Regions from separate parts of the Oryctolagus cuniculus genome. Here region 2 is linked to region 1. A link is a contact called in public Hi-C data. All regions are on one chromosome and are shown on one strand. Each heading gives the region's core, a stretch centred on a gene start, on an enhancer-like site or on the middle of the called end of the contact. The rest is flanking DNA. Distances are from core to core; before and after follow the strand shown. Region 1 holds the start of CDC25B (cell division cycle 25B). Region 2 overlaps LOC103348222 (a long non-coding RNA gene).

Region 1 (2,822 bases), core at 90-2,589:
AGGTTCGAGTCCCACTATTCTGTTTCTGATCCAGACTCCTGCTAATGCACCTTGGAAGGCAGCAGATGATGGCCAAGTTGTTGCCACCCACATGAGAGACATGGTTGGCATTCCTGGCTCCTGGCTGCAGCCCAGCCCAGCACTTGTTATTTTGAGCATTTGGGGAGTCAACTAGTAGATGGAAGATCTCTCTCTGGCTCTCACTCTTGCTCTCACTCTCTCTCTCTCCCTTTCAAATAAAAAGAAAAAAAATTTAAAAATGAACGATAAAGGTGTGAAAGGAGAAATGCACAGGAAGACAGCCACGAACTACAATTTCCTCCCGTGGCTTCCCCAGCATCACGCTGGCCTGCCTTCCTTCACCACGGCCTCTGCTCCGCGCAGGCTCCTAGGGGTCCTTGCTGGAGCTCAACCTTGAGCACCCAGGGCACTGTCCTTGGTCCTCATGTCTTCTTTGTCTACACCCATCTACCTGAAGCTTCACTGGAGCCCAGATCCCGAATCTGTCCCTCTGAGTGACAGCCTTCCCCTCTGCCTATGGCTTGACTCCCCCCTATATTGTTCTTAGGAGACTTTTTAAAGCATTTGTATTTAAAGCATTTTAAAGCAAAGCATTTGTTGTTTTGAGAACTAACTGCTTTTATGTGTCGGGTCATCCTCGGATACCACTCTATTGCATACACATGACGCACTCCTGTATGCACTTATGCATTTATTTAGCCCATAAACGTACGCATTTATGGCGACATGCATGGAAAAGTCGAGAGACTAACACACACTATCCATATTTATCTACCGACTGTGGGATTACTAGAACTTGTAAAACATAGGTAGCACCGTCCAAGAGATATAATATTGCAGTGTTGCTTATAAAAATAAACTAAATATGTAGCAGTTTATTGCATAGATTGATCACCCATAATTGGAACAATATACAACCATTAAAAAGAACGTTGCCAATGATATTCACCCATATGGCAAAATTCTCATCACTTGATGCCAGACATATGGGCCACAGAATCTAATGTCTTTTTTAAAGCATTAAAAAATAATAATAATAAAACTGCACTGGCCGAGAGAAAACACTGGAAGGAAATGTATCCAAATGTTACCTGTGCATCTCTGCAGGTGCTGGGGAGGAAGGCGATTTCTGGCTTCCTGTATTTTTCGGTATCCGCAAAAGACATGGGTTATCTACCTTAGTTTTAAAAAAAGGAAGAAGAGGACGAAGCTGTTAATCCTTGAGGGCAACAAGCCGCTATCCACCGGCGCATTGGCGGCGCCCCGCGCCCCGCCCGCACGCCAGGGCCCGCAGGTCGCCGGACGCCGAGCGCTGGCCGGTCCCGCAGGCCGCAGCGCCCCCGGTGGCGGGTCCGGGGCGGCGGGAAGGGGGTGGGCGCGGAGGACGGGGAGGCGGCGCCGGGCGTCCCCGCGCTTCCCGCGAGATCCCGCTCCGCCCGCTCCGCCCCGCTCGCCGCGCTCGCAGCTCCCCGCGCCGCGGCACTTCCTGCCTCCCGCGCCCGCGCCGCCCGCCCGCGCCCGCGCCCGCCGCCTGCCGCCCGCCGCCCGGCGCTGCGCCCGCCGGCGCTCCCCGAGGTGCCCCCGGCCCGGCCGGGTCGCCGCCCCGCCCGCCGCCCCGCGAGCCGCTTTGTCTCGGGCGGGGCGCGCGGGAGAGGCCGCCAGGTGCCCCCCGCCGCGGGCCGGGGCCCCCCGCCCCGGGGCGGCAGCGGCGGTGCCGGGCCCCGGGGCGGGGGGCGCGCCGCGATGGGCCCCAAGCGGCGGCAGCTGACGTTCCGGGAGAAGTCGCGGATCATCCAGGAGGTGGAGGAGAACCCGGACCTGCGCAAGGGCGAGATCGCGCGGCGCTTCAACATCCCGCCGTCCACGCTGAGCACCATCCTGAAGAACAAGCGCGCCATCCTGGCGTCGGAGCGCAAGTACGGGGTGGCCTCCACCTGCCGCAAGACCAACAAGCTGTCCCCTTACGACAAGCTCGAGGGCTTGCTCATCGCCTGGTTCCAGCAGATCCGCGCCGCCGGCCTGCCGGTCAAGGGCATCATCCTCAAGGAGAAAGCGCTTCGGATAGCCGAGGAGCTGGGCATGGACGACTTCACCGCCTCCAACGGCTGGCTGGACCGCTTCCGCCGACGCCACGGAGTGGTGTCCTGCAGCGGCGTGGCCCGCTCCCGGGGGCGGAACGCGGCCCCCCGGACCCCCGCGGCCCCTGCCAGCCCTGCCGCCGTGCCCTCGGAGGGCGGCGGCGGCGGCGGCGGCACGACGGGCTGGCGCGCTCGCGAGGAGCAGCCGCCGTCGGTGGCCGAGGGCTACGCGTCGCAGGACGTGTTCAGCGCCACCGAGACCAGCCTGTGGTACGACTTTCTGCCCGACCAGGCCTCGGGGCTGTGCGGAGGCGATGGCAGGGCGCGCCAAGCCACCCAGCGCCTGAGCGTCCTGCTGTGCGCCAACGCCGATGGCAGCGAGAAGCTGCCCCCGCTGGTGGCCGGCAAGTCGGCCAAGCCCCGCGCGGGCCAGGCCGGCCTGCCCTGCGACTACACCGCCAACTCGAAGGGTGGTGTCACCACCCAGGCCCTGGCCAAGTACTTGAAGGCCCTGGACACCAGGATGGCTGCAGAGTCCCGCCGGGTTCTGCTGCTGGCCGGCCGCCTGGCCGCGCCGTCCCTGGACACCTCGGGCCTGCGGCATGTGCAGCTGGCGTTCTTCCCCCCGGGCACCGTGCACCCCCTGGAGCGGGGAGTGGTCCAGCAGGTGAAGGGCCATTACCGCCAGGCCATGCTGCTCAAGGCCATGGCCGCGCTGGAGGG
Region 2 (2,822 bases), core at 199-2,698, 260 kb before region 1:
GCAAACTGCTCCCTCATGCTGCCTCGGGACTTGAGAGACTGCATGGACTTCAGTTGTGTGGTTGTTGTTTGCTTAGGCACGTGGGCATCCTTCCTGACTACCGTCATTCCCACCTTAAAAAAGAGGTCATAAATGGCAGTGCAATCCTTTTGGGGCACATCAGCCTGGCATGGTCAGGACTGGATAGGAAGGGGCATCTCCACGGCATCTCTTCCCTAGTACTTTTTGAAATAAAACAACAGGCTGGGCATTTAGTCTAACAGTTAAGACACCCATGGCCCACACCTGGGCGCCTAGATTCAATACACGAGGCTCCACTCCTGACTCCAGCTTCCTGCTAATGCAGACCCTGGGAGACATCAAGTGATGGCTCAAGTGATTGGGTTCCTGGAGGTCCCTCACTTGGGAGGCCTGGATTATGTTCCCAGCTCCTGGCTTTGGCTTGGCCCAGCCTCAGCTATTGCGGGTTTTTGAATAGTGAACCAGGAGATATTCTCTCTCTCTCTCTCTCTCTCTCTCTCTCATAATAAGAACAAGCCAACCATAAAAGCAGGAAAAGTCTCAGGAGCGTATACACGCAGCATAGCATAGAAAAGTGAGGCCGTAGTTTAGATGTCAGTCTGGAGTTTCCCCACTTGGAATGTGGTCCCCAGGCCAGCAGCATCAGCATCCCCGGAGAACCAGTGAGCAACTCGGAGTTCCAGGCCCCATCCCCAAAGCATGCAGTGGGAATCTGCAGTTTAACCAGAGCCCCAGGGAATTCGCTCTCACAGCACGGTTTGAGACGCTCTGGTCCAGCCGCTCGGAGAACTCACTCATTACAGCACCACCTGGTTCCCATGGTCTGTTACTAATAAAACAGCTGTCTGTTCCCCCCAACTGGGGCTCCATCCCAGTGAGACACCAGGGCCCAGGCTGTTCCCATTAAGGGGGAGGTTTTCCGCAGCTCCGCCCAGGCCCTGGCTGGCCCCATGCCCAGTGTCCTGGCGGGTTCCCAGCTGAGAAGACAGCTCACTTCCTCCTGCTGAACTGCTCCCCGCTCCCCGAGATGTAAACTCTTTCCAGCACGAACAAAGATGCATCTGTCTGGCTCAGGTTTTTTCCTACCAAGTGTTTATTTATCCATCCACCCTGGGCCTCCGAGGACCCGGCCCCTGACCTGGTGGTGGAAGGAGCCAGGGAGGGGTAGCCGAAGGAGGGAGGACAAGAAGCCAGGAGCTTGGCCGCTGCTCTGCCTTCTCCATGCTTCTGGAAAAGTTCCCGGCCACATCTGGATGCAGTGACGCGGCTGGACTCCAGAGCAGCAGGGAGGAGGGGGGTGGGCGGAGCGGGGAGCTGTGCTGACGCTGGCCCAGACCACCCAGGAGTCTGCAGCGTGGAGACCACTGCCCTCCCACGGGCTGCCAACTCTCTGATCCCAAAGTCAGAGCACAGAGCCAGCCCCGCTGAGAACCGCACACTGCCACTGTCCTGAGCCCACCCCACCCCAAGCTGCAGGGACTCTGTAGGAGCCCAGCGCTGTGTCTGTCTCTTTCTTGAACTTTCTACTCCCCTCGCTTCCTAACGGCAGCCATTCCCCCAAACAGACCTCCTCTTTTCCCTCCCCACTCCCTTCTAGATCCTCCTCTGTGTGGCTAATCTCTCAAATAAAAAGCACAACATGTCCATAAAACCACTAATAAGGGCACAGCCCAAAAATGTTGCCAGCCGGAGCCTCAGCTCTTCCCTCGCAGCTCTGCAAGGTTAGCATTCCTCCCCTGCTCCACAGAGGGGACCAGCAAGCCTGGGAGATGTTAAAGGACAAAGTAACCCAGGCCTCTGGGGTCAAATGCTCACCTGAGCTGCCTCCAGCCCAGGTCCCAGGACCTCTCCGTGCAGGCTCAGAATCAGACAGCGTTCTCCCATTAGCCACCTGCTGACATCCCTAGCTCTGTGAAGGGCTGGACCCCTTGCCTCAGCCACTAGGCCCCAAATTTAGAACCTTGTTTCTGCATCATGCCCTCTCCTCGCTGTCACCCTAGGTCTGCCCAGTGGCAGAGGTGAGTAGATGCTCCGTCCCCACTTCCTAATCACTCTGGTGATTGCCTCCCAGCCAGTCCAGTCCACTTGTCCCTGGGGCTCTTTTCCTACTATCTCCTGGTCCATCCACTACCCACAAACCCTCATGAGATATGAGTGGCATAAGAGGCCACAAGCATTCCCTGTCCTGAATCCTCACCCTTTGCAATGCGACAGGGAATCACTTCCGTCAAGAGGTAGCGTCTGTTTGCTTGGGCTGGCCTCAGGAACATGGAAGTGACAACTGCCCGTTCGGAGTGTAGGCTTCAGGCAGCCGTATGCATTTCCACTTCTCTGGGAAATCTGTCCAGCTACCATGTAAGTAGGTCCTGGCTCGCTTTTAGCAGAATGGGAAAACGTGTGGCCCAGGGACCCTCCCCTCAACTCCAAGGGCCCAGCCAACAGCCAACCAAATACCAACCCCGTGGTGATGCCATCCTGAATTGGCTGGCACCAGGCCAGCCTGTCAGCTGACCCACACACACGGGAGGACTACCGTGCCAGCAGAGCCAGCTCAGGCCAGAGGAGTCACCCAGCAGACCCCAGCCCGCTGAGAAATAATTAACGACTCGGGTGTTGAGTCACTCAACTTGGGGAGGGTTTGTTACATAGCAAAGGCAAATTGATCCCCTCCACTTGTCCTCTGCGCAGCTCCCAGGTACTCCGCAGGTCAAATCCCTCCTTCCAGGTGCACAAGCCTTGCTAGTGAAGTTGACACCGCACTCTCTTCTCACCAATTTCTCCAAAGCCCGGGCTCCAAAGTA

What was found. A called contact is a pair of places that touch in the nucleus more often than the background predicts.
Region 2: a Hi-C map of skin fibroblasts shows a contact between it and region 1, with 2.3 times the contacts expected there. The contact joins the enhancer-like site here to the promoter of CDC25B in region 1. A contact is called at or near these places in 2 of 6 Hi-C or Micro-C datasets (ear pinna and skin fibroblasts).

The regions. Positions count from the first base shown.
Region 1 is chr11:29,114,544-29,117,365 of mOryCun1.1, reverse strand. It overlaps CDC25B (cell division cycle 25B), which reads right to left and starts at 1,339. Exons shown (of 16, transcript XM_070052045.1): 1 at 1,113-1,339. The coding sequence starts at 1,120. CENPB (centromere protein B) reads left to right here and starts at 1,500. Exons shown (of 1, transcript XM_017341755.3): 1 at 1,500-2,822. The coding sequence starts at 1,765.
Region 2 is chr11:29,370,092-29,372,913 of mOryCun1.1, reverse strand. All of the region lies in intron 4 of LOC103348222 (a long non-coding RNA gene), which reads left to right. Among named protein-coding and RNA genes, the nearest start is that of RNF24, 40 kb to the right of the region's middle. Within about 2 kb of position 1,448, at least 4 of the 8 cell types and tissues checked have an H3K27ac peak or open chromatin away from gene starts, as enhancers often do. A contact at or near this core is called in ear pinna, where this site is marked.